7 separate regions of the Mus musculus genome follow, and all the other regions are linked to region 1. Evidence: chromatin contacts called from public ChIA-PET, HiChIP or PLAC-seq and promoter capture Hi-C data. All regions are on one chromosome and are shown on one strand. Each heading gives the region's core, a stretch centred on a gene start, on an enhancer-like site or on the middle of the called end of the contact. The rest is flanking DNA. Distances are from core to core; before and after follow the strand shown. Region 1 holds the start of Fnip1 (folliculin interacting protein 1). Region 2 overlaps Tnip1 (TNFAIP3 interacting protein 1). Region 3 holds the start of Slc22a21 (solute carrier family 22 (organic cation transporter), member 21). Region 4 holds the start of Slc22a4 (solute carrier family 22 (organic cation transporter), member 4). Region 5 overlaps Lyrm7 (LYR motif containing 7). Region 6 holds the start of Pdlim4 (PDZ and LIM domain 4). Region 7 overlaps P4ha2 (procollagen-proline, 2-oxoglutarate 4-dioxygenase (proline 4-hydroxylase), alpha II polypeptide).

Region 1 (4,286 bases), core at 562-3,061:
TTTAATTATATATCAAGGAAATTTTAAAAGCTGGATTAATTAGATCTCAAGTCACTAGGTATGTGATCCAGAATTCTCATTTTCTCACATTACACTTGTACACATCTTGTTTTCAAAGCAAGTTTTCACGATGAACTGCAGGTATTGGGCTTCCACGCTGGAAAAAGGATTATAAAGTCATCTCTACATTGCTACTTGCTCTATCTCACAAGGTTACTGTGAAATGAGATAACTGATGGGAAAGTTCTTTGGCAGCAGTAAAGTCTTACACAACCATATAGAACACTTACTCAAAAAGTAGATTTTGGTCACATTAACAAATTGAGACTCTTGTAATCTTGGTTACCCAAAGTCAGTCTCTGCACAGAAATAGAAACAGTGGTCTATTCAAATGTTATCTTTTAAATCTCTCTCCAGAGGCTGCTTCCCGGGTCTCTGGTTTTCCTAGGTGTCCCGGTGTATTATCTGGTGTTATCTGCACTTTCGCTTTTCAAAGGAAAAACAACTGTCAGATGACTACGGCACAAGACATTTACTTCCCATTACGAAGAAAAGCCACTGCCATGAAAATTCTTTTGTTAAGCTTGTTTCCAAAACGGTAACTGACCTTTTTCTCCCATTAAATATCAGTTAAATTACTTGCCATTTGATATTCAATCTCACACATTGTTTCCTGATGGGATCTGTATTATTGACAGCGTGGATAATTTGAAAAATATTAAAGCCTCTAAGACTTATGTAGTGCAGTCATCTGATACTTGGGCTTGCTGCAAAATTTGACACTGTTTCCCTTTTACTATTACTGTACAACTGAGTTCTCGGCCATACAGCCAAGTTTGTCTGATATGTGACATTTGGCCTAGTTACATGCGAAAGTTTCCATAGCGCATTATGGAAGACAAAACAATATCTTCTTCAAATACAATTCCACGGCTGAATTTAACCATTGAGCTAAGCTTCTATATATCTGACAATTCTAAAAAGTTACTGTACCAGCAACAGGTACTGCAATCAGAAAGAAACAAAGCATGCAATCACAAACAAACACACACACACACACACACACACACACACACAGCTACCGTTTTCCATTTGCAAGAAACTCCTTTTCAGTAACAGGTGTAAGAAGGGAAAGAAAATTCGACAGTAAGTTCTACCGCAAGTCCTCCTCGAGTCTGGTCAGTAGTAACCCTAACCACTTCGGTTTCGCATTTCTCCTTCGATAACACTAAGGTCGCTCGGCAAGAGAACTGCACAGCTCCAATTTTAGTTTCCAAGAAGCCTGACAGACCGCCAGCCTGCCCACTCGCTCCTCCAGCCTCCTCAGTGCTCCGCAGGTTGGCCGAACGCGCGACAGTCTGCACAAAGCCACCCGAGGGCTGCGGATCACAGGGAGACAGCAGCTCCCGGCCGGGCCCCGGAGGCCTGCGGTGAGGTCGCAGCCCGGGCAGCGTGCGGACCGACAGCCTCCCGAGGCCGCCGTGCTGGGGCTGGGGACGCGGCGCGTGGCGCGGGCGGGGCATAAACAGCCTAGCGAAGAGGGCAGGGGACCGCACGCCCCGCCCGAGGCCGCGACCCCTCGGGGGCCCGCGACGCCTCACCTGAACGCGCAGTCCGGGTCGCGGGCGTCTCGTCCCGGCGCGCCTAATCCGCTCCGCTTGCTGAAGAGCTTCTGGAACAGGGTGGGGGCCATGCTGGCCGCCGCAAGACTGGGGTCGCTCGGCTGGGAGCTCGCAGGAGGCCCCCCGCTCCTACCGCCACCCCGCCACCCCCATGGGCGCCTCAGTCATATGACAGAAATTAGTCACTTCAAACGGCCACGGCGCGCGGGGCGGAGCGCGAGATTGAGGTCGCGGCGATTGGCTGGCGACGAGCCGTATCACGTGGCAGCAAACTGAGCGGGGGGCGGGGTGGGGGTGGGGAGGCGGGGCCGCCTGCCATTGGCTGGCTCACGGGTCCGTCACGCGGCCTCTCACGGGGCGGGGCGTGCGAGGGCGCGCGCGGCTGGGTGGCAAGAGAAAGCCTCTGGGACCCAGGCCCGCCTCTGACCCTCCCAAACTGCTAGGGCTCTAGGAGGAGACCTAGGTCTGTGACTTGAGGTGCGGTTTCCATTGACGCCCGCACTTAGTCTCTAGGAAGATCTAGCGACTGGGGGCTCAGGCTCGATCTCCTTGGTAACCAAAAAGATCACAAGCAAAACCAAGAGAGGCAAGCAGCCGTAAAAAAAAAAAAAAAAAAAAAAAAAAAAAAAAGACATCTATCTAAAAATATCTAACCCTTTATGCTAAGTATTTAGAATTTGAAAGACTGCGGTTAAAGAGCTCAGTAGTTAGAGGCCCTGGGTTTGATCCTCATCACCAAACAAGAAGTTTAGCAAAATGTCTAAGAGAGACAATCAGAACTTCCATGAAACAAAGCTGTATATCTTTAATATCTGGGTATGAGGAAAGGAGGAACTGTAACATTGTTACCAAATGGCAAGACTGCTCTCAAAACGGAAAATACAGCTCACGAACATCCTTCCAGTCTTATCAAACCATCAGTGTTCAGATCAAATTCGTCATCCGTTTACCAGGATGAGGGATTTCGTACAGTGGAATGAAGTTCTCTGAGAAATGTGGATGAATGTGGGGAAATACTGGTGTATGTTTGCAAGGGTAGACAAAGACGCTTGAGAATTTCACTTAGCTAGACATAGGAACCAAATCTTTAAGAAGTTGTCAGCTGATCTGCAGTTGAAAAAAAATAAATAAGTAGCCCTTATTTACATGGGAAAAAGAAAAAATGCCGGGCAGTGGTGGCACACGTCTTTAATCCCAGTACTTGGGAGGCAGAGGCAGGCAGATTTCTGAGTTCAAGGTCAGCCTGGTCTACAGAGTGAGTTCCAGGACAGCCAGGGCTACACAGAAAGATCCTGTCTCGAAAAAACAAAACAAGAAAACAAAACAAAAGAATAAAAGAAAAATTAGCAGGATATTTTTATATCGTTAATAATTTATCACTGGTCAGCATGTTGAGCTGTTACAACATGTTACAAAGTCTCATGTTACAAGACTTTTTTATATTTATTGAGACAGGGTCTCTTGCTGGCCTGGAGCTCACCAAGTAGTGTAGGATGACCTTTCTGCTTCATCTTCTTTGACAGCACAAGAATCACAACCTTGCATTCCTTTGCCCATCCTTGAAGTAGATTCTGGGAATGGAATGCAGGTCTTCTTGTTCACACAGCAAGCACTTCATCTCCAGAGCTGCCTTCTGAAGGTGTTGGAGGAGGAGGGAGAAGTCTCCAGTTCACTCTCCTGTCTCCACCGCTCCAGTACACAAGACATTTAAAAAGCACTAATTATAGATAACTAAAACGAGAATTTGCAGCCAAGCAGTGGTGGCATACACTCTTAATCTCAACACTCTGGAGGCAGAAGAGGGTGGATCTCTGTGAGTTTGAGACTAGCCTGGTCTACAGAGTGAGCTTCAGGACAGCCATGGCTACACAGGGAATCAAAAAATAAATTTGCTCATTGCACAAATTTAAGTTCTGTATACTGGGGATCAACATTAACAACAGAAAAGTTAATTTTATAAGCAAGAAGACTGTAAATGGTAAGGTAATTGCAGAAAGTGATTAGTGTTACGCAATTAATGAACTAAACAATGAAATTATGTCACAGGAAGGTCTTTCTGAGAATGTAGTGCAATAGTTAGATTTTATTCATAGGTCCTTTGTAAACTGCTCATTTCAAAAGTTCCTGGGTATGGTGGTTTGAATAAAAATGGATCCCATAAGTTCATACTCTTGAATGCTTGGTCACCAGAGAGTGGGACTGTTTGAAAGGATTACAAGGATTAGGGGATGTGGCCTTTTTAGAATAGGTGTGGCCTTGTTGGAGAAAGTGTATCACTGGAGTTTGCTTTGAGGTTTCAAAAAGGCCACACAAGGACCAGTGCGCTCTCTCTCTCTCTCTCTCTCTCTCTCTCTCTCTCTCTCTCCCTCTCTCTCTCTCTGCCTGCAGATAAAGATGTAGCACCATGCCTGCTATGCACTATGATCCCAGCCATGATAAAGGACTAAGCCTCTGAAACTGTAAGCAAGCTCCCAATTAAATATTTTCTAACAGTTCCCATGATCATGATGTCTCTTCACAGTGATAGAACAGTGAAATTTTTTTCAAGGAAAATATTTGTGACATTTTTAAATATAGGAAAAAAACCCCATACATCTGCTAAGTCAGTGTGTGAGCTGCTGACGTTTCTTGTTTTTATACACATTAGATAAAAGTGAGTAGAAT
Region 2 (4,286 bases), core at 576-3,075, 500 kb before region 1:
GCCTGTAACCCTGGAGTTGGGAGTTGGTAGCAAGAAGATAAGGAGTCCAATGTCATCCTTAGCTGCATACTGAGTTTGGGGCCAGCCTCTGAGCTGCGTGAAGCCAAGTTTGAGGTCAACATATGTTACATGAGCCTCTCTCAAAACCCGAAAGAAAGCACTTGGTTAACTGAAAATTCTTTCTAGATCCCTGAGGCAGAGAACCATGACCACCTTGGAGTTTTCCTAGTAACTAGGTCTGCAAAGGGGTCTCTGCCCAGGCTCTGGACTCCATTACCCAGGCCAGGCATTTCACGTGACTTCTTGTCTTAAAGGGACAGCCTCCCTTTTCTCTAAATCAAGAGGGAACTCAGTCAGAGGGCTTCCATCTTCCTGGGGGCTGGGTTCAGGCGTCTTCCCTTCTAGGTTTCTTTAGCCACAGTCTTGATTTTCCAGGACAGGATACAAAGGTCCAGGTACATCCTGCTACCAGCACTGCCGCCACCACCACCGCCACCGCCACCACGGGAAACTCCATGGAGAAGCCCGAGCCAGCCTCCAAATCTCCGTCCAATGTAAGTTGCATTTGGAGCTGTGACTGGTTACCTAAAGCTCTTCCCGCCACACATCAGTCTGGAGCGCTGGGATGGGACAGCTTGCCATTTTGAGGTGAAAGTCATGGTTCTCATGACCAGGAAGGTCCTGATCAAACAAGGAGTTTTCTCTCATTTCCTGAGCTATCTAACGTGACCATGCTCACTAACTGGGCACAGACACATACTTCCAAGATGCTCAGAAACCATGTGCTGCAGGCTCAATGGAGAAGTGTAGCCTGGCATCATAGGGCCAGATCCTTCAGATGGTCAGAAGGTGGGTCTTTTCCAAGCTGAGACCACAGATGGGGTCATGGTGGCTCTGACTGGTGGCCAGCTGGGCTGGTTTCTCCCATCTGTCCTACCCCATCCAGGACAGGGAAAGCAGGTCAGGAGGGTGTTTTTGGTTTGGGGGTTTTTTGGTGGGGTATGAAGGAAGAGGTATATGCGTGGAGTGTGTTCTGGTGAGGACAGAGGAGGGCATCAGGTCTCCTGCTCCTTGCTTTATCCCTTACATCTCTTCACTGAACCCAGAGCTTGCCATCTCCAGATAAGCCAGTACCCCAGGGATCCTCTTGTCTCTGTCCACTCCCGTGCTGAGCTGTGAGTTAGGGATGCCCAGCTGTGCTGTTTATATGGGTGCTGGGAAATCCCAAGTTAGGTCTTCCTGCTGGTGTAGCGAATGTTCCACCCACTGAGCCATCTCCCCAGCCCCAGTCACGCCACATTTAAGGGTCTCTTAGAGCCAGGTTCAGATGAACTCTGGGCTCCTCAGCTGATTGAACAGCCAGTGAAGTCTGCGCCTTGGTTGATGACACATTGCAGAGCGGCCTTAGTGTTCTCAGGTCAGTCCTCTCCTGGGATGACCTTTGGGTTGAGTTGGTGAGGCTGGTGCAGGGCCTCCCTTGGTGGTGGCTGTAGTAGCTGCTGCCAGCCAGGGTGACAAGAGGCACCTGAGCCCAGGAGATAGCTTGGTTGCTTTGGCAGGATCTGCCAGCTTGTGCAGAGTCTTGGCTTGTGTGTTGACTCTGTGAACTTGGTTTCCTCATCCGTTCCAACACACACACACACACACACACACACACACACACACACACACACACACACACACACAGAGAGAGAGAGAGAGAGAGAGAGAGAGAGAGCAAATAAATAATACTGTTTCAAGGTTGGCTCGACCCACACCCCTGTTTCACTGATAAATAATGGCCATGGAGGGGTATGACCTCAGATCACAAGGAGGGTGATGGCAGTCCTGTGGTTCTTGGGTGATCTCATGAATAGTGTGTGACTATTGCCTCTAGGAACTCTGCACTGTTTGCCCTTCTGTCTTCCTTGGGGGCAGGGTCCGTTTATCATGGGCAGCTACTAACTTCCTTCTACCTAGGGCGCCTCCTCGGACTTTGAAGTGGTCCCTACTGAGGAGCAGAATTCACCCGAAACTGGCAGCCACCCTACGAACATGATGGTGAGCAGACAGGCATCCCCGCCCCCACCTCCAGCACATCCTTTTCTTTCCTCTCTGTCTGTCACCTGCCCTTTCGTGACACGACACTCAGATCCCTTGGGTCCCCTGTAGTTACATGGGGGACACAGAGGGGCTATAGCATGGGGTGCTTCTTACTCTCATATGCAAATCCCCCGCTGGTGACTTCCCCAGCTTGGGGCACACAGGCACCCCACTGTTGTGAAAGCCTGGGCCACTTGCCAGCCCCACTGGCCTCTGGACCAATCACCTTTCTGTCAGTTACAGTGACTCAGCCTCTTGGGTCTGTAGGTGTGGAAAGGGTCGGCCTGGTGCTGATGGGAGGGGTGGGAGTGATTTACCCTTTTGTGCTTGTCCTTGGCTCCTCCCAGGGGCAGATGGCCCGGAGGTTACACTTTGTGTTCACAAGTGGGGTGCACGCGTTTCTCCAGCTTCGGAGGGGCTGCTCAAATCCACATTCCTACCTTGCAGTGTTTAACCTTAGTCCAGCCGTGCAGTCCTTCTGTTCTTTCTTAAAATGCCAGACTTGGAGAGCTGCTGTGAAAGATCTTCAAGATTTGTCAGAGACCTTAAAGTCCTGTCTTTTCCTCATCCCTCCCTCCTATTTAATGTTTGCTTTATTCTGTTCTGTTTTGCTTTGTTTTCGTGTGAGGCAAACCTCTTGCCTCTTCTCCTAAGTCCATACCATGAAGCATGCCCCACTATAGACCATTAAACTGTTGCTATGCCAGCTCTACTTGGCCTCCCCTTCACCTGCAAACACCACCCCATCTCACACCAGCATTTAACCTTCAGTGCTGAGAGGATCGCCCTGTCAGGATGCTCTGTGTTTTGTCTCCTGGGACCATATGCATCTCGTCCTGTTCTGTCCCTGAGGACTGAGACATGACTGAGAGCAGGCGAGGTTCCCTCGCTCAGAAAGGTTTCAGCGCGCAGTCATGGGCTGATAACTTACCTTTTCCATTAAAGTCTGTCTACGCCAGCTCAGGAGTACACCAACTCCTGCTGGAAGCTTGTAGGCTACTTGGAGAAACCTGAGCACTTGATACACCTCCAGAGATCAGCCCTGGCCACTCCTAGTCCTTTGTGGTAGGAAAGGGACGTGCAATTGGAGACTGATTCTGCTTTTTTTTTTAATTAGAATGTGATGCTGATAGGACACAGGCCGAGCATTCAGTTGCCCAGAGCTCACTAGCAGGTCCTAGAGCCCTGGGTTACAGTGAGAAAATCCCAGTTGTAGGCCTGGCTCTGCCACTCTGCCATGTACTGACTGGGCTGCTATGAGCAAGTTCTCTGTCAGGATACATCATTGTCTCAGCCTGAGGGAACCGTAGCTCCCTGTGGCTCTGCTCTCTGATTCCCTGAAGTATTGGGGTTTGGGAGGAATCTGCTGGGTGATTCCTTGCCTGAACTTGGGGGTTGTGGTTGGGGGTAGGAAGTGGGTGGGTGGGTGGGGGGAACTGCTGGGTGAGTCTGTGAACTATTTTAGAGGAGGGGATCCGGAGGTGATGAAGAGTGTGAACATTTGGGGTAGATCAGGATATATAGAAATGAGGTCCACAGAACCCTGGGGTCTTGCAGGGGGCCTTGGGCAGGAGAAGGTTGGGAGGCCTAGTTAACGCCTGTCTATGAGCCAGGATTGAAAGGTCCCACTGAGATCCTTAGGACTGCTGTGGGTATGACCAGGGCTGTGGCTTCAGTAGCAGTGTTCTAGAGGGAATGGAGAGAGCAGTACTGAACTACTCTGCCCAGGCTGTTCTCTCTTCGTTTACTAGGTTGGGGTTCTCTGCAGTATTAGAGCTGTGATTCTTAGAAACATGGTGTTTGGTCCTCTCCCAGGCACAGCCCCCTAAGGAGAGCCTCCCTGAGCTCAGGAAGCAGTGCATTACAGTTAGAGACACCCTCTCTGCCTTCCCTCCTGTCAGTTTTGCTGTGCAATGAAGGACGGAAGTGATATACATACACATACTGCTGAAGGATGCCCAGCCTGGGGGAGGGCGAACTGACTACTCTCGGGCACTCAGTAAGACTCAGCGTAGGAGGAAGATGGCCTTGGTGGTGTTAGGCCAGCCAGTGGCCTGGAAGTCCTAGGTCCTGCCCTGTGAGTCAGCTCCAGATAGGGAACCTGTGTAACTGGAAATTTTCCCTGGGCTGAACAGAGGCCACAGGGGAAACTGAGTCATGAAGAATGGGGAAGCAATAGAAGAATCGGCCGGCATTGCCGCCTT
Region 3 (4,286 bases), core at 477-2,976, 460 kb after region 1:
ACTCTTTAAGGAAAAGCTTTTCTTACACAACTGGGATCCAATCCAAGGTCTGGTGCATGTGAGGCCACACCCCAGCTCTAAAGGCTTCTACTATGAGCACTGGCAGGGAGAAAGAACACAGGACAGCCACTTACATCTCAACCTCACATGTCCCTGCAAGTACCAATATGTAACGATACTTCAAATTGTTAGTTCTTTATGCAAAACTTGAATCTGACCACGTAAAATTTTTATTTACTAGATCTGGACATTTTATTAATATGGCTGTGACAATTATTGTTGTCAACTTGACAGGGTCTAGAATCACCTAAGAGAGAAACCTCTAGGTGTCTGTGAGGAAGCTTCTAGATCTCATTAGTTGGAGTGAGAAGAGTGACCCTCAGAGAGGCAGCATCTGTTCCATGGCCTTTGGTCCAGGACTAAGTAAGAGGAGAGAAAGCAAGCTGAGCACCAGCATTTCTCTCTCCTGGCTTCCTGACTGAGGCGACTGTGACAAGCTGACTCCTGCCACCCGGCCTTCCCAGAGTGACCGACTCTACCCTCTAAGCACAAGCCCAAACCTCTTCTCCCTTAAATTGCTTTTGTCTCTGTAACCAGAAAAGTTACGAATACAACAGCTACCAAGACAATTTTAATGATAATGTGCATCTGCTGTACACACCTGTTGTCCCTGCTACTAGAGAGGATGAGGCAGGTGGTCATTTGTGACCAAAGTTGCAGGTAAAGCCAGGGAAATACAGTAGGCCCCATCTAAATAAGTAAATAAATAAATAAATAAAATTATAAATGTAACTTCTCATTTCATTTGACAATATTACTTTAGAATTACACAATTGCTATTTTTATACCTTATCTTTTTAATTTTAGGAAATACTATTTGCACAAAACAATGGATTTCATTGTAAGGCTCTGTGTTTGTTTTAAGACGGGTTTCACTGTGTAGTCCTGACTGGCCTGGAACTATGTAGATCACCAGTCAGCTCCTGAATTAACTGTAAAAAATAACTAATTTGAGGGTATAATCCTAGACTAAGATCCTTAATCTTGAAGTTAAATTTTTATATTTGCTTAAGTCGATTTGATGAATAACTGAATGATTTCTTAATCTTTAAAAACATAAAGCACAGAACAGAGCCTAGAAATTGAAATTCATTGCCCACAGCCTCATGACCACAGCCTCAAAATTTGTCTCAATCTCTTAATGATTATTATAATATGACATTATGTGAGTGGGCGTTTTGATTGCATGTATGTCTGTGCACTATATGTGACAGGGGACCAGAAAAGGGGATTAGTTCCCCCGGAACTGGAGTTACCAGAAGGTTGTAAGCCTCCAATGCGTGCTGGGAATTGAACTCAGGTCCATTGAAGGAGAAGACTTTTGGTGGGATACAATCCCTTTCTGACCCATAACAAAAAGTTGAGAGGGTGTTTCATACCGAAATCCTACGCCTTTCTCCAAGTCAACACCCAGCTTGGTCACAACTTCCCCCAAAGGAGCCCTGGGGACCAGCTCGGGGTTGTGGCTTGAGAAGACCCATCCCTCCCTCTAGCAGCAGCTTCGGGGCGGGGACTACAGCGGCCCCGCCCCCAGCCCGACTCGCTCGGGGGGTGTGGCTTGAGAAGACCCGTCCCTCCCTCTAGCAGCAGCTTCGGGGCGGGGACTACAGCGGCCCCGCCCCCAGCCCGACTCGCTTGCTCTCGACTGGGAAGGACTTTACCTCAGGGCGTTCCTCAGCGAACAGCTCAGAGTAGTAGGCAAGGGACTCCTAGGCTCCCTCACACCCGCGCAGTTCTGAAGCCAGGCTCCATCCCGCTTCCGCACTGTCCAGCCAGCTCGGAGACCGGGACCAGACCCGCCTCACGTACAGGCGCGTCCAGTGCCCACTACGGATCACTCAGACTCCTGCCGCGCCCACCCCACGGTTCGCCTCAGGACTGCACGGCCGGCCTTGCAGTCTAGGCCAGACTCCGCGCGGAGTCCATCATGGCCTCACGTCCTCGGTGTCTCTGGCGCTGGCGGGGTCTGAGGCGGCGGGAGGAACTCACGAGCTTCTCCGTGTGGAAAACGTCTCCCGACGCTTTCTCGAACTCCTCTTCGACGAGTGACTGGTGCTCCGCGTGCACGGACAAACCGTGCGCCGCCCACTGCGCCCGAGTATCCTCGGATTCCCGGCGGGACGCCGTGGGCTGCCGACTCTATGCTTGACTACGACGAGGTGACCGCCTTCCTGGGCGAGTGGGGGACCTTCCAGCGCCTCATCTTCTTCCTGCTCAGCGCCAGCATCATCCCCAATGGCTTTACTGGGTTGTCAGCCGTGTTCCTGACGGCGATCCCGGAGCACCGTTGCCGGATACCAGACACCGTGAACCTGAGCAGCGCGTGGCGCAACCACAGTATCCCGATGGAGACGAAGGACGGACCAGAGGTGCCTCAGAAATGCCGCCGCTACCGACTGGCCACCATCGCCAACTTCTCTGAGCTAGGGCTGGAGCCGGGACGGGACGTGGACCTGGAGCAGCTGGAGCAGGAGAACTGCCTGGATGGCTGGGAGTACGACAAGGACATCTTCCTGTCCACCATCGTGACAGAGGTAGGTGACAGCCCCCCTGTCAGGGTCTGGTGACATCGCAGGCAATGGTTGTTCCTTAGTTTAACCACAAGCTCCCTGGTGATGAGCATCCTTTAAGAACATTTTATGAGATGACTTCTAGCCATAGTACGCCCCTCAGAGGACAAATGTCTGGCAGACCATCCGTCCATAGGGTCCCATTGAAGATAGAGTCCAGAAGGTTCTGCCCCTAGGAGATGCCCTGAGACCCTGAGTGGTGGGACTTTCTCGAGGTAGTGATGTGATTCAGAGGGGCCGGATTCAGACTTGCTCCAGAGAAGAGACCACAGGTTTTAGCCTCTGTTCAGAAAGGAAAGACTCTTTGCAGAACTTTTTAAAGTTAAAGAAACGTGTGTTCCAAACTCTCTACCCTTTCTGGAGTTATTCTTTCTTCCCTCACCTATCCTTACCCCAAAATGAAGTCTTGCCATGCCCCAGGAGAAACTGTTTTCCATTTGCCAGCGATGGATTGTTACTTCTTAAGGACCCATGTGTCTGCAGATCTATCCAGGGTGACTTGTTGGTATGGAGTCTTTTCCACAGTATTCTGGGACAAGATCACTGAAGAGGTTAGGTAAGGCATGTAAGGTTACTCTGAAGAGCGATGGAAACCTAATTCCTCATTCCCTTACACTTTATTCTTGGGTGACTTTGACATTTCTCAGTCACTCAGCTGGGGGATGTGACATGCTGTTTAATGGTGCATGTGGATGTGTTTAGTGACTTGGGCACCTGGGGTTTGTACCCACTCCTCTATCCCCATAATAGAAAAATAATCCTCATTATGTATGAGGTCAAGAGGTACTTTTTGGAGCTAGAGAGATAATTCAGTGGATAAGAGTGCTTACTGCTCAATCATAAAGAAAGACCTAATTTTAGATACAAGCCCCTTGGGGAAAAAAATGGAGGAAAGAATTAAAGAGGTTCTCATATAAAGGACCTGAGTTCAGTTTCTAGAACCCACACCAGGCAGCTTTCTACCACCTGTAACTCCAGTCTCAGATAATCCAGCACCGTCTTCTGCTCAGGACATGTAACATGCACTCACATAGACAAATACTCATACACACATTTTTTTAAAATAATATTTTGTAAAAACATGGAAAGAAAAGCCAGACACAGCAACACAGTTCAGTGAGAGACCATGTCTCAAATGAATAAAGCAGAACACCCACTGTATTCCTCTAGTCTCCATGTAGACATTCATGTCTATACACATATGCATAGACAAGTATCACACTAACATATGAATTAAATGATAAATAAAAGGTATGATTCTTTCTCTTTTAAACAACCTTAACAAGTTTTTTGTTGTTGTTTTGTTTAGTTTTGGGGGGGTTGTTTGTTTTTGTTTTTTCGAGACAGTGTTTCTCTGTGTAGTCCTGGCTGTCCTAGAACTCACTCTGTAGACCAGGCTGGCCTCGAACTCAGAAATCCATCTGCCTCTGCCTTCCAAGTGCCACCACGCCCAGCTTAAGTTGTTTTTTTTTTTAAAGATTTATTTTTACATGTATGAGTGCTTTGCATACATGTATTTGAAATAGCACATGAATGTAGTACCTGTGGAAGCCAAAAGAGGTCATGGTATCCTCTGAAAGAAAGCTTAACAGTTTGATTGAGACAGAAATGAGATGAACAGTTTGAAAATACTTGGCAGCTATATTAATATACCCT
Region 4 (4,286 bases), core at 591-3,090, 410 kb after region 1:
CATAGCTCAGGTTGGTCTTGAACTTAAAATCATCCTACTTTGACCTACCCATTGCTGGGATTATAGGTATATACTACATGTTTGACATCAGTGCCAACATTTTGAGGCAGATGGCACTGCTCATTCATTGGACCTCAGGTTCCAAGAGGGTTCCTGTGCATGGCGTGGGCACTGACCCTGCAGCCTGCCAAGGCCCAGCTCAATTCTGTGTCTTGTGGTGACTTCATCTTCATTCTGTGTGGTGGCTTCATCTTCTTTGCTCACTCTCCTCAGTCCTTCAGTCTTGTTCTTTGGGAATCATTCTTCAAAAAATAAACAGCTAGTTCTTGACTCTGTTTATGTTTGTTAGTAATTTGAAGTGGAAGAACAGAACCTAAGTGAGATTCCGACCACAACACACCACCACTCAAGCATTTCAGAAGTAAAGAAACCCTGCGAGTACTCTCACTGGATTAATAAGCACGGATCCAGGCACAGAAGTGCACAGCTTTAATCCCAGCACTTGGGAGGCAGAGACAGGCAGAGCTAGCTCTGTGAGTCAAGACCAGCCAGGTCTACATAGCAAGTTCCAGGACAGCCAGGGCTACATCCGAAGACCCTGTCTCAAACGAACAAAAGTAAAAAGCTAGTGTCCTGGCATACTAGGAGATGCGGCTTAAATGACAGGAAAAGAAATGTAAGTTACTGGTGGGAAGTCAGCCTAACAGTAGGACTCATGGGGGAAACTAACAAAAACAAAGAAAAAAGCAGAAGTCTCCTTCAGTTCCTTGCCAGAGTCTGATGAGACAACCCGGTTTGTGCAAAGTGTTGGGCTACTCAGCCTTACAGTCTCTCCAGGCCTGTGGATCCCAGGCTAGGGGAGCCCAGCTCTAGCTTGGGCTAGCTTGTACACTGTGCCCAGGACCTTAGATGTGAATACTGAGCAGAGAGAGAAAAAAGGCAATCCCGCTTTTGGTTACCCTGCCAGTTCTGAGGGCCAAATCTCACCAGTTTGTCCTCTCTCTGTCCCTTCCTCCCTCTGTTCCTAGACTAGAATGGGCCTTTCTGCAAATAGCCTTTCAGTCCAAGAAGGCTTTGGCACCGTGCCGCAATAAAGGACTCCGGGTGCCCCGAGAGTGCAAAAGGACAAACACCGAGCCCAGGCGTGGTGACTCCTCTATGCTCCCTCAGTGGGCCGACTTCCCTCTGGTGTCTCTATAAAGGCCACAGGGAATCTTTCGAAAGGACACTAGAACGACTCAGGGGCCCGTGATCCAGCCCTTCTAATCCAGGGCGCGCCTCTGACTCAGCATGACCTCGCACATCCTTTTCTGGCTCCAGGTCCACAGTCGCCTCTTTGCAAGGTGAGGATCCTGCTTTTCCAAGGACGCTTCTCGGGCCGCCGCCGTCCCGTGATGGACTACGGCCATGCTAAGGTTCATAAGTGAGTTCCCACGCTGGTGTGTGTGAAGAGGTGGCGCTCCTGTCCCCCACACAGGTCTCTTGGGAGCGCAGACTTGATTAACTGACCGGTCCGCCTGCTCATAATCCAGGCTGGGATTGTGGAGCAACGAACTCCTGCTCCGGGCTAGGCCTGGCTTTCGGGACGCTCCTCCCTGTCGCTCTCCCTCCCACGTGGGGCCGAGAAAGCCGGAGCTCCTAGCTGCACGCGCGTTGTCCGGCCGATTCCGGGCGGGAGGCCTGCGTGGAAGGCCGCTGGGTGCAAGGAACGGAGCAGGAGGCTGAGCCGGCCCGAGAGCTCCGCCCAGATCGGTGGAGTGCAGTGGCCTTTCGCTGCCTAGCCGCACGGGGGTGTGGTCCAGAGGACTCGGCTTCCCGGCGCTCCGCGCCAACCCCTGGGAGTTTTGCAGCACCCACGGCGTGTTTGCACGCAGCCACCTAGGAAGATCCCCTCAGCGCGCCGCAATCGCTGAATCCTTTCTCTCCACCCACCTCCCTCACGCAAGCTGAGGAGGAGAGGTGGAAACATGCGGGACTACGACGAGGTGATCGCCTTCCTGGGCGAGTGGGGGCCCTTCCAGCGCCTCATCTTCTTTCTGCTCAGCGCCAGCATCATCCCCAATGGCTTCAATGGTATGTCAGTCGTGTTCCTGGCGGGGACCCCCGAGCACCGTTGCCTGGTTCCTGACACTGTGAACCTGAGCAGCTCCTGGCGCAACCACAGCATCCCCTTGGAGACGAAGGACGGACGACAGGTGCCTCAGAGCTGCCGCCGCTACCGACTGGCCACCATCGCCAACTTCTCTGCGATGGGGCTGGAGCCAGGACAGGACGTGGATCTGGAGCAGCTGGAGCAGGAGAGCTGCCTGGATGGCTGGGAGTACGACAAGGACATCTTCCTGTCCACCATCGTGACAGAGGTAGGTGGTAGTGCTGGAGCTGGACATTGGGAATGGAGACTCCGTTGCATCCGTGCCCCCAACAGCCCCTGACAGTGCCTGGGTCAGTGTCACCTACTGTCTCAAAACTTCCAGGCACAGAGTGGGGTTGTGAGTGTATTCTCAGCGCACACTCAGAGCTGATGAATTTCTGTGTGGCATGGAGGGGATGAAAAAAAGAGAGTGTTGTCATCAACTGCCTTTTCCTTTCTGAGTTTCACAACAGAGTTTCCCAAGAGCCCTGGTGCTTCCCTGGGCAGGCCAAACCAGACTGTCTTGATTTATAGTCATAGCTATTTCCTTGCTACAGAGAATGGCTACAGTGGTCTGTTGATGGACACAAGGAAGGGTCTTGAGACAGAAGGGCCTCTATGTCGAGGCCCCCACTTTCTCGAAAAAGAGGCAGCAGCCCCTTCCTTGACACTGGTTGGATGTAAGGAGTCAAAACTAGAACCTGGCCTTTGGACACTCAAGGAAAGACCCGTACTTCTGAGGGAAGTGTAAGCTGGTGATCAAGGCTCCAGCTGAGCCCACTGCCTTACCTCTAAGTGATCAGGGAATAGGTTCCCCAAGTCACCAGAGTCTGAATGTGGACCTACTACTCCCTCTTAGTTTCCTGCTGCGTATTTGCTGAGGACCAGGTCATAACAGATAAGACAAGCACTGTTTCTGGCAAGAGCATCACCCAGAACTGATTACCTGCTGTTGGTCAAGCTGGTAGAAAATCTGCCTTCCCACCATTGCTGCTTCTGGTCTGTCTTTTTTTTTCCCTAGGCTGGTTAAACAAAAAACCAACTAGGTTCCTCCCAATGAGATCTCTGGGAACAACAGCCTCAATTTCTTATCTCTTTCCCTCAGCACTACAGAGCAGTCAACAGAAAATGTGTCTGGCCCCAGGGTGTAGACAGCTAGGGTGTGGGTCCCACCTGCAGAGCTCTGATGCCTGTGGGCATGCCAGCTGTGTTGTTAGGAGAGCTGATGTCAGCCCTACTTAGCTGTTGGCCTTCAGGAGCCAAAAATTCAAATCATAGCTTGTTTTATGTGTGACTTTGGGTAAATAAACTCCTTTCTCTTTGTGGAATAACTAGATCTGGATAGACTGCGGGAAGGAGTGTGAAGCAAATCTGGAGCTAAGAGACAGTCCTATCTAGCCAAGAATGTGACTGGTTCTGGGAATAAGAGCCCTGTTGATACCGTAGGTGGCATTCAGGGAAGGGTAAGAGACCAGAACTGCCTCTAGGACCAGCCAGCTTCTGGGTATTCTGAAATGTTGACTGTATTTTGAGAACTGTGGAAATAGCAAACCTAGGGTGTATGTTTTTATTTTCTTCTTTTGAGACAAGGCCACAGGATATCGTCTTGTCTAGCCTGTAACTCAGTGCATCACCAAGGCAGAATGGCTTTGAACTCACAGGGATCCTCTTGCCTCTGCCTCCTAAAGAGAACTACAGATGAATATCAACTCTCCAAACCCCTTGTTCTTAGAGTTTGCTCTAGCTGCTATGGAAAGCAAGATTGGGAGAAAGCTATGGAAGTCACTATTACAAAAGAACACCTAGTCAAGGGTGGCAGCTGTGGAGGAGGCAGGGCTCATGGAGAGTGACAGCCTCTGGGTCCCTCACACTAGCACCCTGACTATCTTGGGTCCTGGTTGGCTGTGCCTCTCCAGGTGTGATCCTTTAGCAAGAACTCAGAAAACTTATGCTGGCCCGGTGACATCTAAGCCTGGGAGTTCATCCTTCAGATCTGGAATTTCCCTGCATCTAAGTTGGGAGGTTGGACCCACTGGCTGCAACCTTCACAAACAGCGAGTCTAACCTGGCTGTGGTCCTCCTCCTCCTGGATGATTTGTTTGCCTGAGAATATAAAGGGCAGAGGGACTACCAGCTCCTGAGTCCATAGGTGCCC
Region 5 (4,286 bases), core at 1,129-3,628, 410 kb before region 1:
CTTGGAAGCTAGGGACTTTTATAGAAAAGGGGTGGGGCTGGGGAGGAATTGGCGCGGTTTTACATGATTGGTCCATTTAAACATCAACAGACTGTCAGAAGGGCGGGAGATAGGGAGGCACTAGGCCAGTCAGGACATGTAAAGACGGGCCTGCCCGGGCATGTCCTGGCCTGTTCTGCTATGTTCTCAGCCCCAGGTTTTAAAGCTCACAAACAACTCTTTGGGCTATTTGACATAAATTACATGAATCACATGTCTCAAGTTTTATTTCCTTTCAACTGTACCTTTGTTTGTCTTGGTTTTATTTGTTGTTATTAATGTTTAAGGGTTTGTTTTGTTTTGTTTTTTGAGAAAAGGTTTCACTATGTGGCCCAGGCTATCTTAGAACTTACAGTGTAAATCAGGCTGGCTCTCCTGAGTGCTGGGATTAAAGGTGTGATCACACCCACCATATTACTCCTTAACATTGACACCAGGGATCGAAGTCAGATTCTCAAGCTTTCACCGCAAATATTTTCCTAACTGAGCCATTTTGTTGGCCCCCTGTTTTTTATTTTTATTTTTAAGTTTATTTTTAGGTGTTTGTTTGTTTGTTTGTTTGTTTGTTTTCAAGACAGGTTTTGTGTGTGTGTGTAACCCTGGCTGTGTGAAACTTTCTCTGTAGATCAGGATGGCCTTGAACTCACAGAGATCTGCCTGCTTTGCTTACCAAGTGCTGGAATTAAAGGGGTACACCACCACCTTCCAGCCAACCATTTTTATATACCCATATTCATTAATTTTTCTGGCAAAGTTTATTATCTACCTAGACTCAGTCTATTCCTTTACTTTTTATTCTATAATTTGTTATTTTAGTTAGAAGAATTGCAACTATAGGAATTGAAAATGTACTTAAGAATCTCAAGACTCCTACTGGAGTGTTAGCAAAATCTCATTGCAGATTACAACTTGACGTGTGTGTGTGTGTGTGTGTGTGTGTGTGTGTGTGTGTGTGTATGTGTCACATGCATCTACATACATACATACATACAAGAGGAGGTCAGAAGATAGCTTTTAACACGTGGGTTTGAGAAATTGAATTTGGGGTGCCAGGCTTGGTGACATGCACCTCTACCCATCTAACAGGCCCCTTAGTTAGCAATTGTCTGCTGACTAAGGAAGCGTGAACACCTTCAGTTAGTGCAGGTCAGAGTGTTCTCTTTATAAAGTACCTATTGAAGCCTCTGTTCACTTGTCTCTCTTTATTGACGTAAAGGAATTCTGTGTGTTCTAAATACAAACCTTTTGTTGGATGTGTGCAGCCTAAGAGCCTTCTCCCGTGTCTTTTCCCTTTGAGGAGTTCCTTATTTGAATGGAGGCTACTTGGCCTATTTTTCTTTTCTGGTGGGTACTTTTGGATCCTGTTGTAGAATACTTAAATATCAAGCAAGGTCATGGATGGATTCTTCCGTGCTTTGTTCCAAAAGGTAGCTTTTGGTTATCTACCAAAGTTGGATTTGTGTGTTTTAAGAGCACTCGGTACACCCTCCTCCCACTGTGAGATGAGCTTCCACAGCAAACTAGATGACTGAACCGTGTAAAGGCTCTTAACTCTTTCTCTAAACAAACAAGAACTAAAACCTGACTCCTTCACCTGTGCAGCTGCCGTGCAGACCCTCCGCACACAGGATTTTGGGTTTCTCCTGGTGTACAATTAGCATCTCCTCCCTCTCTCCCTCTATGGGAAGGCAGCATCTCACATTCCTTTTGTTTTGTTTTGTTTTGTTTTGTTTTTATTTATCTTTGAGATAGGGTCTCTCTGTGTAGCCCTGGCTGTCCTAGAACTTGCTACATAGATCAGACTGGCCTCGAATTCCAAGAATCTGCCTGCCTCCCTCTCCCAGTGTTGGAATTAAAGGTGTGTTATGCTAACAGGCTGGGCCTAATATCTCCTGTGTCTTGAAATCACTTCCAGAAAACCCATCAGTTTCCTGGGCAACTTGTAGCAGATCTGCAAGCCTCACCTGATTGTTTAAGATAAGTTTCAAGATTGGTCTCTTTGTTTTGGAGCTGGCTGCTTGGAGTAAAATCTTACAGACATTCTTCTCATTCTAGCCTAGTCAGGGTGCGATCACTGTGACTTGGCAGCTATGATTAGTATCTCGTCCAGTCCCAGAGACTCCTAAACTAAGCTCTCCTCATGGCTGTAGCTTCGTGGTCAGAACTTGAACAGCTTTATAGAAAGGAGTCTTTATAACATAATGGAAGGCTGTAGCTTTGTGGTAAAGTAGAAAAACAATAGCAGCCAATTTCGGAGATTCTTCACACCACTTACCAGTGTTGGAAGACTGAAAGTTAATGTGACCAACAGACAGCTGCTTTAGCTGTAGCCATGGTGATAAATGTTTTCCCACAGCCTGGAGGCGTGGAAACAGGAATACATTTTGGAAGCTGCAGAAGTCTGGACTTCTCAAACGAGTGCTTTTCTGATAGGGAACATGTCTGTCAGCTCTGGCATCTTCTCAGTCTGCTGTGACTTCCAGGTCATGTGGACATTAAGAGGGTCTCTGGGTGAGCAACTGTTGAAAAGCATCCTTCAGGGAAGACCACTTGGACACAGGTTCAAGACACACCTTAGTTAGGGACTTTCCCAGAACTGTGGACCTTGATGAATGAAGTCCTTTTGTTTCCTGTGGCAGATGTCGCTTCCCCTGACCTGGGTCCAGGCCTGAATGGAATGCCCATCATGGCGTCCATTGTGCTGAAATCTGCTCCACAACAATGGCAGTTCATTCTCTGAGAGTTCCACATCCCACACACCACTTTCCTTTGTTAGTTCCTCTGCTTCTGAGCTGCTCTCTGGTAGGGACAGTTGCACCTTCCAGCCTTTGATAGTAAAGTATCTGAATTCGACAAATGTTAAAATGTTAAATGGAACCTCAAGTGAGTACGGCAAATCGCAGTGGCCATTACTAAAAGATGACTGACTGTCTTTAGTGCTTACAGTTGGGTCAGGATGCCTGCTTGTGGCTTCGTGTTTCTGGAAGCAGACTTGAAGTTTCCAATTTCTGAGCAAGATTGCATTGCTAAGGAACCCAGGCTTGTCTGGTTTAAGTCTACTCTTGACGCCTTCCCTGGTCTCCTGAACTCAGAGTAACAGGAAGTGGACTGGGACAGCTTCTGAAGACCCCCCAAAGAGGCTGTCTTCCCCAAGATCTCCATCTCCCCAGGACAGGAAGTGGCTCAGAGTGCGGTCAGAGGGGGATTTGAGTCTCTTGAAACTAGATTTGGTAGTGCCAAATTGGCAGGCTGAGGAATTATTCTGTTATTAAGTCATTATCTTTTCCTGTCCCGGGGATGAGGATTTTCTGTGGCCTGACCACTACCACGATTCCCAATCCCATGTTTTTATTCTTCATCCCGTCCTTTATTTCTAACTAAAGCAGCATCAGTGTTTACCGTGTGAGCCACAAGTAGACCCATTGGGTAGAGCAGGCCAGCCCATTAACCAGAGCCTCAATATGAATCCTGGTGAGGCTCTGGGGACAGGTAGTAAATGAGAGTGTTCTGTGACTTGCTTATTGCCCATGTTCATGTCCAGAGAGGGACATCAAGGAAGATATAATGTGATTTCCCAGACGCTCTGGCATCTTCTATAAGCACCTACCTACTGCGCGTTATTTCCACGGAAGCCGTTGTTTTGCAGAGGAGGAACGGTCTGGGTGGGGCGCCCCTCCTGCTCTTTGTTCTTCCTTCCTGCTGTGCAAATGTGGTGGCAGCAGAAGGGAGGGAAGGCAGACTGCTGATCACCGGGGGCTGCAGTCAGGGAGAGAAGAGCCTGGGTTCTCAGCAGCACCAGGACGTCTACTAGCTCAGACCTGCCATGTTTCAAAAGGGAAGAAAAATAAGTCTCCCACCCCCCTTTAAAAAAAATTTTTTTTGTTTGTTTGTTTTCTGAGGCAGGGTTTCTCTGTGTAGCCCTGGCTGTCTTGGAACTCACTCTGTAGACCAGGCTGGCCTTGAACTGTAGCTTCTTATTCTTTTTTTTTTTTTTAAGATTTATTTATTTATTATATGTAAGTACACTGTAGCTGTCTTCAGATCTCATTACGGGTGGTTGTGAGCCACCATGTGGTTGCTGGGATTTGAACTCAGGACCTCCGGAAGAGCAGTCAGTGCTCTTAACCGCTGAGCCATCTCACCAGCCCCCAACTGTAACTTCTTTTTTTTTTTTTTTTTAAGATTTATTTATTTATTTATTATATGTAAATACACTGTAGCTGTCTTCAGACACTCTAGAAGAGGGC
Region 6 (4,286 bases), core at 1,269-3,768, 370 kb after region 1:
ACATTTTTGATGAGTGAATGGGGAAGGTTTGAAATGAGCAGTCTGCTTACACTCAGCAGTCCATGTGCCTGAAGACATATGAAGGCCACTAGGGTAGAGGTGAGCCATGACCAGCCACCACCCATCCCCACCTGAAGCAAGCCTCTAGCTTGGACAGCAGCCTCGTGACTTGCTACATCACCACCATAAAGATTCAACACAGCAATCCTCCAGGACCAAAGCCATCAAGACAGGAAGGGAACTACAAAGCCTTCAGCTTAAGCCTACAAAGCCTTAGTCGTGTTGGAGGGGCCATATGACCTGACACTGAGTTGACCTACTGCTCCAACCTCAAGTTAACTCAGAAGTAGCCACACTGCTAAGGACTACCCCTACCCTCCAGGACCACAGCCTACCCAGGCCTCTCTCCTATAGGAAGGTGCTTTTAAAGGTGGGCTGCTGATGCTTTCAGGTCAGGGATGTCACCAAGAGCCCACGTGGATGATGACAGCCACAGGCCTGGATATCTATCGTGCATCCTTCTAACCTGCCCAGGCTCTGCACAATGCTGATATAGCAGAATCTAGAACCATCCTCCCCACTCCCCCCTCATCTCCAACCCCGTGAGAGAAGCCTCTGAAGAAAGATGGCAGCGAGGTCATCCTCAGGAAGGCCCTCCTCCAAGAAAGTAATGTGAGTATTCAAGATGGGAAAGACAAGTCTTGGGGAGGTGCAAATCAATCGAGAGAAACAAGAACATCTGGGAAAAAAAGTTCCCAGAATCCACTATGAGGTGCATTGGAAAGGGAGTTTCCACAGATTCCTGAAGAACTATGTTCGTCTCCCCACCACTCCCCACCTCCCCTGCAGCAAGGTTCATTGCTGTCACATATACTGTGGCTCTTGAGGGTCCAGATGAGAGGTCTCTGACCACGGCCCATGCTCTACATTCAACCCTCAGGACAACCAGTGGTTGGTGGTTGAACCCCTTCTACTCCACTTAGAAGGATCCAATGGCTGGGAGCATCTGGTTGCCAGCCCCCAGAGACCATGCAGGGACCATTCTGTCGGTCCTTCCCATATGCCTGTCAATGTGGGACCCCTGTTTGCATGAAGCCGAGCACAAACCTCTGCCACACAGTATTGCGAGCCCAACATCTGTGTGTCCCTCTCACTCTCCACACACTCAAGCATGCATCCGTGTCACACACTCAATCCATGTCACTCCTCTCCCACCTGAGGGGATAGCAGCACCCTCCCTACCAGGAGGACATCCCGGCCTGGGACCTCCTACTTGGTACCTCTCAAGCGGCCTGGGATCTCCTACTTGGTACCTCTCAAGTTGTCCTACTCTTTGTCACCAGGAAGACATCAGGACAGACACCCCTACATTGTAGCTCTCTGACAGTTCTTCTCTTTTCCAGATGTAGGAGATTCAGTGGTCCCTCTCATCTCTTACCCTGTGAGCATCAGCATCACACACACACAGTCCGAGTCACTCACGTGTCACATGTCACAACAGGGTAAGAGAGAACACAGGGTTGCCAAGAATATTGACTAACTAGGATCTTGCCTCCTCTGGGTATGGAGAAGCAATTGATGGCTGATGTGGTCAGACTGAGGTACCCAGAGAGTAGTCTGGCCAAACCATTGTACCTCCAGAAGCTGTTAAAGGACATCCGGGCACACAGTGGTTGGAAGTGAAGACTTGGGGAAGAGAGGAGCCCTGGAGAGTGGGGTGGGGGCGAGCTCCAAATACTTCTGCTCCTCCACTGGGAGACAGGCACTGCTCCAGCCTGCTCTCCTTTCCAGAAAGCTAAGAGATACAACACCCCTGGCAGACAAGATGACCTGAAGGGAGATGGAAACAAGACAAGGCCCAAGAAGCCGAGGGTGGGGGGTGGGGTACCTGGAAAAAAAAAACATGCGCCTTGCTTCTAGATGCCAGAAAAAGGTCAACTCCTCTAGGAGATCAGCTTTGCCTTTGCAAACTAGTTTGGGCACCTTTCTATTTCTACTGCACCCACGCCCCCCGTAGCCCACCAAATAGATCCATGGCCTGCTGCTGTCTTGGGTCTGTGTCCCTAGTCCAGGGCTTCTCAAGCCCAAGGTTCTAAGTGTGCCGGTGTTCAGAGGGTTCCATGCGCTGAAAGGTGGGGAGGCAGGTTGGCCCGCCAGAACGTGGAAGTGGTTTGGGAACAAGGCACGGCCCCATCCCCCATCAGAGCCACCGCAGTCCTGCATCCCTCCCCGGGCTAGAGCACCGGCCCGTAAAAGCGACTTCAAAGGGCCGGTGCCTAGTGTCTGAGTTTCCACAGCCTGCTCGGCTCCTCAGCCAGGCAGAACTCAGACATCCAAGCGGACCCTATTCTGGGGGCTTCAATAAGCGGGTGGGGGGTGCGGGGTTTAGCCTGGGAAAGTGAGGGGCGGGTCCTCGGAGCCCCCAAAGTGGGAGGGTCGGGAGTCCGCGGGACCAATCGGTGTGCGCGCGGGGCGCGGGCACGAACGGAGGGGGGATCGGGGGCGGGCAGCCCGGGGGCGGGGCGCGGCGGCCAGGCGGCGGCAACAGCGGCGGCGACTCCTCCGTGTCCGGCTCCAGCTCTGGCTGCAGCTCCGGCCCGCGATGACCCACTCGGTGACCCTGCGCGGCCCTTCACCCTGGGGCTTCCGCCTGGTGGGCGGCCGGGACTTCAGTGCTCCCCTCACCATCTCGCGGGTGAGTCCGACCCCCGCGGGGCAGCGGGGTAGTCCCGGGGCTTAGACCTTGTCCTTGTAGTAGACCCAGGACCCAGATCCTCGACGTGTCGAAAGCTTGAAAGCAGAGTGTTGGTCTTGGTGACCCACATAATGTGAAGGGGGGTTCCAGCAGGGCAACACAGTCCCACCCCGCTTCCCGCACAGCCTGCCTGCCCCGTTTGGTGGTGAGAATCCCCAAGAGTTCATACACCAACTTCCCGCTGCTAAGTTTCTTTAGGGGAAGTTGCTGTGGGCCAGGGAAGAACCCTCAGACATGGGCCAGGAGTCTGGACAGCTCTACAGAGGCCCAGAAACTCCTCAGATCCAACCCTGCCTGAAGTTTTGGGGCAAAGTAACTGAAAACCCACTTCCCCTGTTAAAGGTCCGGGTGGCCTTAGGAGGGTCTTGCTGTCCTCGGAAGTCCACCCACTTCCCCACTCTGAACTTCAGTTTCTCCTCTCTGGCCTCAGTCACTCTGGGGGAAGTGACCAAGAGGGACTGTTAGCTTCCAGGCAAGGGGGAGACAATGAGGCATGGTTCCCCCTCCTTACAAACCAACACAAAGCCATGGACCAGGACAGCCTCAGCCCAGTTCCCCACGGGTCCCAGGATCATACCCTGCTCCTAGATCTAAGGCAGAGGCAAAGAGGAGGGGGCACAGCCCTGGAGAGGGAGTTGGTCTGAAGATAGAGCAGGGAGGAGCTCCGGCCTGAGGCAGGGATTCCCCAGCCTTGGAGCCAAAAGAGAAGAGAACCCAGGCTCTGCCCTTAGTGGCTCTGGGTCCAGAAGGAGGGGACAGATGTGGACATCCCTTCACCCCACAGAGGCTGCTTGAGTCTTTGGGGAAGTGTGTCGGGGGACTGGAGAACCACTTTGCTGCTTCTTCTGGCCCTGAAGGCTGGGCTAAGCTTTCGAGATTTCTTTTTCAGTTCTTGGGAAGAGGTAGTCACTGGGTGGGTGTGGAATTGTGGAATCCTCTATATGGGGGCCTGGGTGACAGGCAGGACCAGCTGTCCTAGGAGGCTTCCAACATCTGTCTTTACCACTAGGTCCCTGGGGCCAAGTGAGGTATGCCTTCAGCACATCCCTGTGACTTTCATCTCCTTGTTCTCCCTAGAGATCCCCGCTGGGGGTGGGAAGTGGGGGGGGGGGGGCAGAGCATCTATGTCTGCCTGGTGGGTCTGTGTATCTACAAAGAAAGAACGGTGAGGGTGTTAGGCCAGCCGGCAGGCCAGGCACCCTGGGTGTGAGGCCGCTGACAGGCTCAGTGGCCGTGGCTGACTGCTGGAGGCGGCTGAGAGCTAAGACATCTGTTGCCCACGCGGCTGCCTGTCCAACAGGGAAAGGCCTTCAGTCGTCAGCAGAGGCTGCCCAGGCCTTGTTTGGCACTGATGGGGACTTGGTGGGAGGAGATGCAGGCCCCTGATGGACCATTTGGGAGAGAGGAATCCCCTTTTTCCTCCAGAGTCATGTGGCAGGAGCTCAGACATACGGAGCCAGGGTAACTGAGCCTGGGTTAGGGTGGGATTTGGGAGATTTACAGAGCTGGGGAGGTACAGGCCACAACTTGC
Region 7 (4,286 bases), core at 900-3,399, 320 kb after region 1:
AACAGTGAGGACACCTGTCTTGGGGTCACGCACAGTGGCTCGTGCAAGCTGAAAGGGAGAAAGAGAGGAATCCTTCTTGGTGTTGGTGTTTTCCCAGAGAACACGGAGGGCACACAGTAGGGCGACGGCTGCAGAGACTGACTCTAGCCAAGGTCCCATGATGCTATAGTCTAGTCTCCACTTTCCTCTGTGCTCAGAGGCCTGGCACACCCTCCTTGCTCACTACCCCCACCCCCACCCCCACCCCCACCACCTATCAGGTCTATGCTGCCGGCACTGTTGTGCTTATGAACTCTGCTTGGTTCATGCATTTATATTCCCTGAACAAGGCCTTCCTTGACAGGCCCACACAATAGTCTGGGCTTTGATGATTCCACAACACTCAGACTCAACCTGAGGCTTCTCTTGACTTGGTCAAGTTTTCCCACCCTTCTGCCAAGAAGCTATCCAAATACTGTCTGCTGTGCCTCCTGCCTTGCTGGGCTCCCACTACTCAGCAAGGAGACAGTTTCCAGTCTCTTGGGGCCCTCCTAGAGTCAACAAAGTAAACAGCAGGAATCTGAAGTATGTGGGTGCAGAAGCCACCCATTATGGGCAAACCATACATACACACATGTGCACACGTACACACAAACACACATACACACACCCTTTACCCTAGTTCCCAGTCTCCGTATAAAGGCTTAGCAAGTACTGCCAGCAGGGATAGACGTGTCTACAGCAGGATACAGATACCTTATCTGTGGTGTGGACTGTCCTAGTGGGCTCAGATGATGTGGGCCTGGTAAGGAAGACATGTCCAGACAGAAGTACAGATGAGCCAAACAGAATATTGCTGACTCTTGCTTTTAATAACTATTTGATTGGTACCTACTGTGTGCCAGGTGCTAAGCTGGGTGACCGAGACATGACGTCTGCCATCATATAACTTGGTCAAGTGGAGACAGTAGAAAACCGGTCAGGTAATTGTAGCATACTACTAAAAGCTCACGGGTGAGCTGTAATGTCCCGTGGGAGAGCAGCCAAAGGATTGCAGTGGATGGGTACGGTGGAGAGCCAGGCTGATCCAAGTCATTATTCTCTGAGGCTCTCATGTGTGGAAGGAATGTCTGAGTCTTGGTGGGCTTAGTAATGGCCTGGGACCCTGGCCTTGGGGAGCTGAAGCTTTGGATCCTAAAACCAAACCCTTCCCACCCTAGGGGCCTATAGTTGTCAGTCCCAAATTTGTGTGCTCCTCTCTGATGCCCTGTATTCCCCTTGTGCAACACTGCCTGATTAGCTTCCTGCTGACTTTGTCATACTGTAGGATAGCTTTTCAGTGGCACTGTCTCACTTATACCCTGAAAACAGTATATACGGTGCCAAACTTCTTTAAAAGCTGTGTGACAAAAGACATATCTTATTCGAGACCTCCTGAGCCCACCTGTTCTATCTTCTTTATCTCTGAACCCCCTGGTCCTTCCTCCTTAGGACCGTGCCCCTCTACTGGTACAGGTTAGGGTACCAGGCACCTGGAGTCCTGTACATTACAGCAGCGGGGAAGGCCCGGGATGAAAGGGCACTGGCTACACAGGCTGAGGCTCCAGGATGTAGTGAGATGAGGACAGGCTGGGGGGAAGAAGAGATGAGGTCTGCTGCCATCTTATGGTCAACCTGAAATAGGGACAGCCTTATGTAAGGGAGGGATGGGACGGCTACAATATAAGGACTATTGTGCCACCTTATGGAAAGGTGACACAGAAGAGACCAGAATGGGGGAAAAAACTAACAGAATGCTTGAACAAGGATCAGGGCAAGAGATGGCAGTGGCCTGGAACAGGAGGTGACAAGAGAGATGGAGAAGAGAGCCATAACGGAAATGTGGTAAGGAAGTAAATTGGCCCATCTGGTCACTTTGCGTCATAACATTCTAATGTGAAGATGGCAGCCAGCATACCCAGCGAAGACGGGTTCCCCAGGCTATGGTCCTTCTCTGAGCCTAATGGATAGTCATCCCTGCCTGGTGACATCCATCGCCACTAGACAGTGCAAACATTGGAGCCTCAGCATTGGCCTGGTGCCCGAAAAAAGACTTTGGGCAGCTGTGTTCTGCCCTGGGGACAGACGGGGCTATTTTGAAAGCAGACTGGGGACTCACAGACAGCTGCCAGGCATTCTCCACAAGCCAAGCTAAGCTCATTGGCCCCACTTCAAAGCCAGAATAGCATCTGTCTGTCCTAGCCTCCGGAAAGAAGAGGTCAGTGAATGACGGCCAATGTGTATGCTTGTCACACGGCTCCTGTTCAAAACACAATTGTCCCAACGCCAGCCACCTTCCTGATTCATGCTTCTCATGTATGCACATGCACACAGAGAAATGTTCAATGTCTGAGACTAAGGCAGGTAAGGAATCTCTGGAGATTTCGGCTTGACAGTGCCTCTCTCGGTTAGAAACCCAGAAAATAGTTTTCTTTTCTCGAGGACTTTGTAACTGACCCAGGAAGTGAGATGAGTCCCGGTTACAGTTGTCTATACACGTTGACTAGACTGACTCTCGGTGACATCTGTGACATGAGCAAGACCCTGTCTCCAGATGTGCTAGGTCTTCAAACCAAGGCTGTGCTAAGGTTCTGGAGGCTAATACAGGAACCTCTGAGGTCTGCTCATGAGCAGAAGTCCTGGCCATCTCAGTCACTACAATTCTACTACACACAAAGACCAGAGGAGCCAGCTAACTCCTCCCTCCCCATGACCTGTGATGGGAGAACATGGGGGAAATGGCAGCCCACAGTTCTCTTCAGAAGAGATTAAATGGGATCAAGTCATCTATGGGCTAGGCATCCAAGAATAATTGTATCAACCTGACATATATACAAAACCAACAGTCAATAAGCATACAAAGCAGAAATACCAGTTGGATTTCCATGATACTCAGAAACAAGACAAGGATGTCTGCTGCAAAAATGTTGTAGAAGTTCCAGGCAGCTCAATAAGACAGTCAAGGCGAAGGAGTTGTATTAGGAAGGCAAAATATCTTCTTGCTTGCAAAGGACAATCCTACTGAGATAACCCAAGAAAGTCGGCCCAAAAAAGGACTAACTTCTACCACCTCTGGTCCACACAGGCCAGTTTTCTCCATTTTCTCAAGGGAAAATAAACTCTAATTATCACCATGAGGTACATTTCAAAACAAATAGTTAGGCATAGCAGGCTAGGAGCATGGAGCGGCTGAAGGAGTGCTTGCTTAACACATGAGGCCCTGGGTTTGATTGCCTGCATTGTAGAAAATGCTATAATATTATACTTCTGTAATTCTGTAATTCTAGCCCTTGGGAAGTGGAGGCAGAAGGGTCAGAAGTTCAAGGTTATCCACATATTCAGATAGAAAGATAGATAGATAGATAGATAGATAGATAGATAGATAGGTAGATAGATAGATTGATAGATTGAAGCCAGCCTGAATTACATAAGACCCTATGTTAAAAAAAAGAAATATGCAGGGGCTGGAGAGATGGCTCAGCAGTTAAGAGCACTGACTGCTCTTCCAGAGGTCCTGAGTTCAATTCCCAGCAACCACATGGTGGCTCACAACCTTCTGTAACGGGATCTGATTCCCTCTTCTGGTGTGTCTGAAAGTGTACTCATATACATTAGATAGATAGATAGATAGATAGATAGATAGATAGATAGATAGATAGATAGATAGATGTAAATAATTTAGCATATAATAGTAAACTAATATAACAATGTAACCAGTTAAAATACTCCCGAGAAGAAAATTCACAAAAACAAACCAAGGACTACTAAGCTTAGTAAAAAATGTATAAAGTGTGTTTGAACTGAAAAAGTAAACATATGAATAAATGGAGAAGATGAGGGATATCCAGATTGTATGGATGTATATCCTCCTCCAAGTCAGACAGTTCACTGCAGCTGTCACTGCTCACTGCAATCCTCTCCCTCACTGCAGTCCTCCCCATCACCCCTCACTGCAGCCCTCCCCCCTCACTGCAGCCTCCCCCTCACTGCAGCCCTCCCCCTCACTGCAGTCCTCCCCCATCACTGCAGTCCTCCCCCATCACCCCTCACTGCAGCCCTCCCCCTCACCGCAGCCCTCCCCCTCACCGCAGCCCTCCCCCTCACTGCAGCTCTGAGGTCCCACTTTTCTGGAACTATGCATTTCCCCAAAAACAACCCATATGCCAGCCCTTCAACCAGGTGAATTGGTACTTGTTACTGAGATGCCCTGCTCCCAGCATGACCTGCTGTCATAGCTTATGTCTGCCCCTCCTGCATCCCAACTTTTC

Evidence for each region. Promoter capture Hi-C pulls out the DNA fragments that hold promoters and counts their contacts. ChIA-PET counts read pairs in DNA pulled down with a chosen protein or histone mark. HiChIP or PLAC-seq counts read pairs in DNA pulled down with a chosen protein or histone mark.
Region 2: a contact with region 1 is called in a FOXA1 HiChIP or PLAC-seq map of pancreatic cancer cells. The contact joins the enhancer-like site here to the promoter of Fnip1 in region 1. A contact is called at or near these places in 1 of 39 promoter capture datasets (pre-B cells), 3 of 115 datasets of contacts at active chromatin or transcription factors (embryonic stem cells, memory CD8 T cells and pancreatic cancer cells) and 1 of 9 other capture datasets (adipose tissue).
Region 3: a contact with region 1 is called in an H3K27ac HiChIP or PLAC-seq map of extraembryonic endoderm stem cells, with 6 times the contacts expected there. The contact joins the promoter of Slc22a21 here to the promoter of Fnip1 in region 1. A contact is called at or near these places in 11 of 39 promoter capture datasets (the 3T3-L1 cell line, 3T3-L1-derived adipocytes, cranial neural crest and 4 more), 4 of 484 Hi-C or Micro-C datasets (cortical neurons and embryonic stem cells) and 8 of 115 datasets of contacts at active chromatin or transcription factors (bone marrow-derived macrophages, craniofacial prominence, embryonic stem cells and 4 more).
Region 4: a FOXA1 HiChIP or PLAC-seq map of pancreatic cancer cells shows a contact between it and region 1. The contact joins the promoter of Slc22a4 here to the promoter of Fnip1 in region 1. A contact is called at or near these places in 3 of 39 promoter capture datasets (cranial neural crest, hippocampal neurons and neutrophils), 1 of 484 Hi-C or Micro-C datasets (myeloid progenitors), 9 of 115 datasets of contacts at active chromatin or transcription factors (bone marrow-derived dendritic cells, bone marrow-derived macrophages, embryonic forebrain and 6 more) and 1 of 9 other capture datasets (adipose tissue).
Region 5: an RNA polymerase II ChIA-PET map of memory CD8 T cells shows a contact between it and region 1, with 11 read pairs. The contact joins the enhancer-like site here to the promoter of Fnip1 in region 1. A contact is called at or near these places in 2 of 484 Hi-C or Micro-C datasets (B cells and embryonic stem cells) and 4 of 115 datasets of contacts at active chromatin or transcription factors (craniofacial prominence, embryonic limb bud, embryonic stem cells and 1 more).
Region 6: a contact with region 1 is called in an H3K4me3 HiChIP or PLAC-seq map of embryonic forebrain, with 4 times the contacts expected there. The contact joins the promoter of Pdlim4 here to the promoter of Fnip1 in region 1. A contact is called at or near these places in 3 of 39 promoter capture datasets (frontonasal cranial neural crest, hippocampal neurons and stem cell-derived epiblast-like cells), 4 of 115 datasets of contacts at active chromatin or transcription factors (embryonic forebrain and embryonic stem cells) and 1 of 9 other capture datasets (embryonic stem cells).
Region 7: a promoter capture Hi-C map of hippocampal neurons shows a contact between it and region 1, with 2.1 times the contacts expected there. The contact joins the enhancer-like site here to the promoter of Fnip1 in region 1. A contact is called at or near these places in 3 of 39 promoter capture datasets (embryonic stem cells, hippocampal neurons and maxillary cranial neural crest), 1 of 484 Hi-C or Micro-C datasets (cardiomyocytes), 5 of 115 datasets of contacts at active chromatin or transcription factors (embryonic forebrain, embryonic stem cells and forebrain) and 1 of 9 other capture datasets (embryonic stem cells).

The regions. Positions count from the first base shown.
Region 1 is chr11:54,435,704-54,439,989 of GRCm38.p6, reverse strand. It overlaps Fnip1 (folliculin interacting protein 1), which reads right to left and starts at 1,811. Exons shown (of 18, transcript NM_173753.4): 1 at 1,602-1,811. The coding sequence starts at 1,693. It overlaps LOC115487771 (a long non-coding RNA gene), which reads right to left and starts at 1,595. Exons shown (of 2, transcript XR_003949675.1): 1 at 1,083-1,595; 2 at 1-359.
Region 2 is chr11:54,934,215-54,938,500 of GRCm38.p6, reverse strand. It overlaps Tnip1 (TNFAIP3 interacting protein 1), which reads left to right. Exons shown (of 19, transcript NM_001199275.2): 5 at 436-554; 6 at 1,960-2,040. Among named protein-coding and RNA genes, the nearest start is that of Tnip1, 27 kb to the left of the region's middle. Within about 2 kb of position 1,825, at least 149 of the 459 cell types and tissues checked have an H3K27ac peak or open chromatin away from gene starts, as enhancers often do. A contact at or near this core is called in embryonic stem cells, memory CD8 T cells and pancreatic cancer cells, where this site is marked.
Region 3 is chr11:53,977,773-53,982,058 of GRCm38.p6, reverse strand. It overlaps Slc22a21 (solute carrier family 22 (organic cation transporter), member 21), which reads left to right and starts at 1,726. Exons shown (of 10, transcript NM_019723.3): 1 at 1,726-2,594. The coding sequence starts at 2,202. It overlaps Gm30927 (predicted gene, 30927), which reads right to left and starts at 2,028. Exons shown (of 4, transcript NR_168634.1): 1 at 1,722-2,028; 2 at 662-750; 3 at 27-99.
Region 4 is chr11:54,025,658-54,029,943 of GRCm38.p6, reverse strand. It overlaps Slc22a4 (solute carrier family 22 (organic cation transporter), member 4), which reads left to right and starts at 1,840. Exons shown (of 10, transcript NM_019687.4): 1 at 1,840-2,360. The coding sequence starts at 1,968.
Region 5 is chr11:54,844,068-54,848,353 of GRCm38.p6, reverse strand. All of the region lies in intron 4 of Lyrm7 (LYR motif containing 7), which reads left to right. It also overlaps the pseudogene Gm18818. Among named protein-coding and RNA genes, the nearest start is that of Gm31490, 14 kb to the left of the region's middle. Within about 2 kb of position 2,378, at least 127 of the 459 cell types and tissues checked have an H3K27ac peak or open chromatin away from gene starts, as enhancers often do. A contact at or near this core is called in B cells, embryonic stem cells and memory CD8 T cells, where this site is marked.
Region 6 is chr11:54,067,249-54,071,534 of GRCm38.p6, reverse strand. Pdlim4 (PDZ and LIM domain 4) reads left to right here and starts at 2,518. Exons shown (of 7, transcript NM_019417.3): 1 at 2,518-2,695. The coding sequence starts at 2,603.
Region 7 is chr11:54,120,419-54,124,704 of GRCm38.p6, reverse strand. It overlaps P4ha2 (procollagen-proline, 2-oxoglutarate 4-dioxygenase (proline 4-hydroxylase), alpha II polypeptide), which reads right to left. Exons shown (of 16, transcript NM_001136076.2): 10 at 1-48. Among named protein-coding and RNA genes, the nearest start is that of Gm12223, 19 kb to the left of the region's middle. Within about 2 kb of position 2,149, at least 62 of the 459 cell types and tissues checked have an H3K27ac peak or open chromatin away from gene starts, as enhancers often do. A contact at or near this core is called in forebrain and hippocampal neurons, where this site is marked.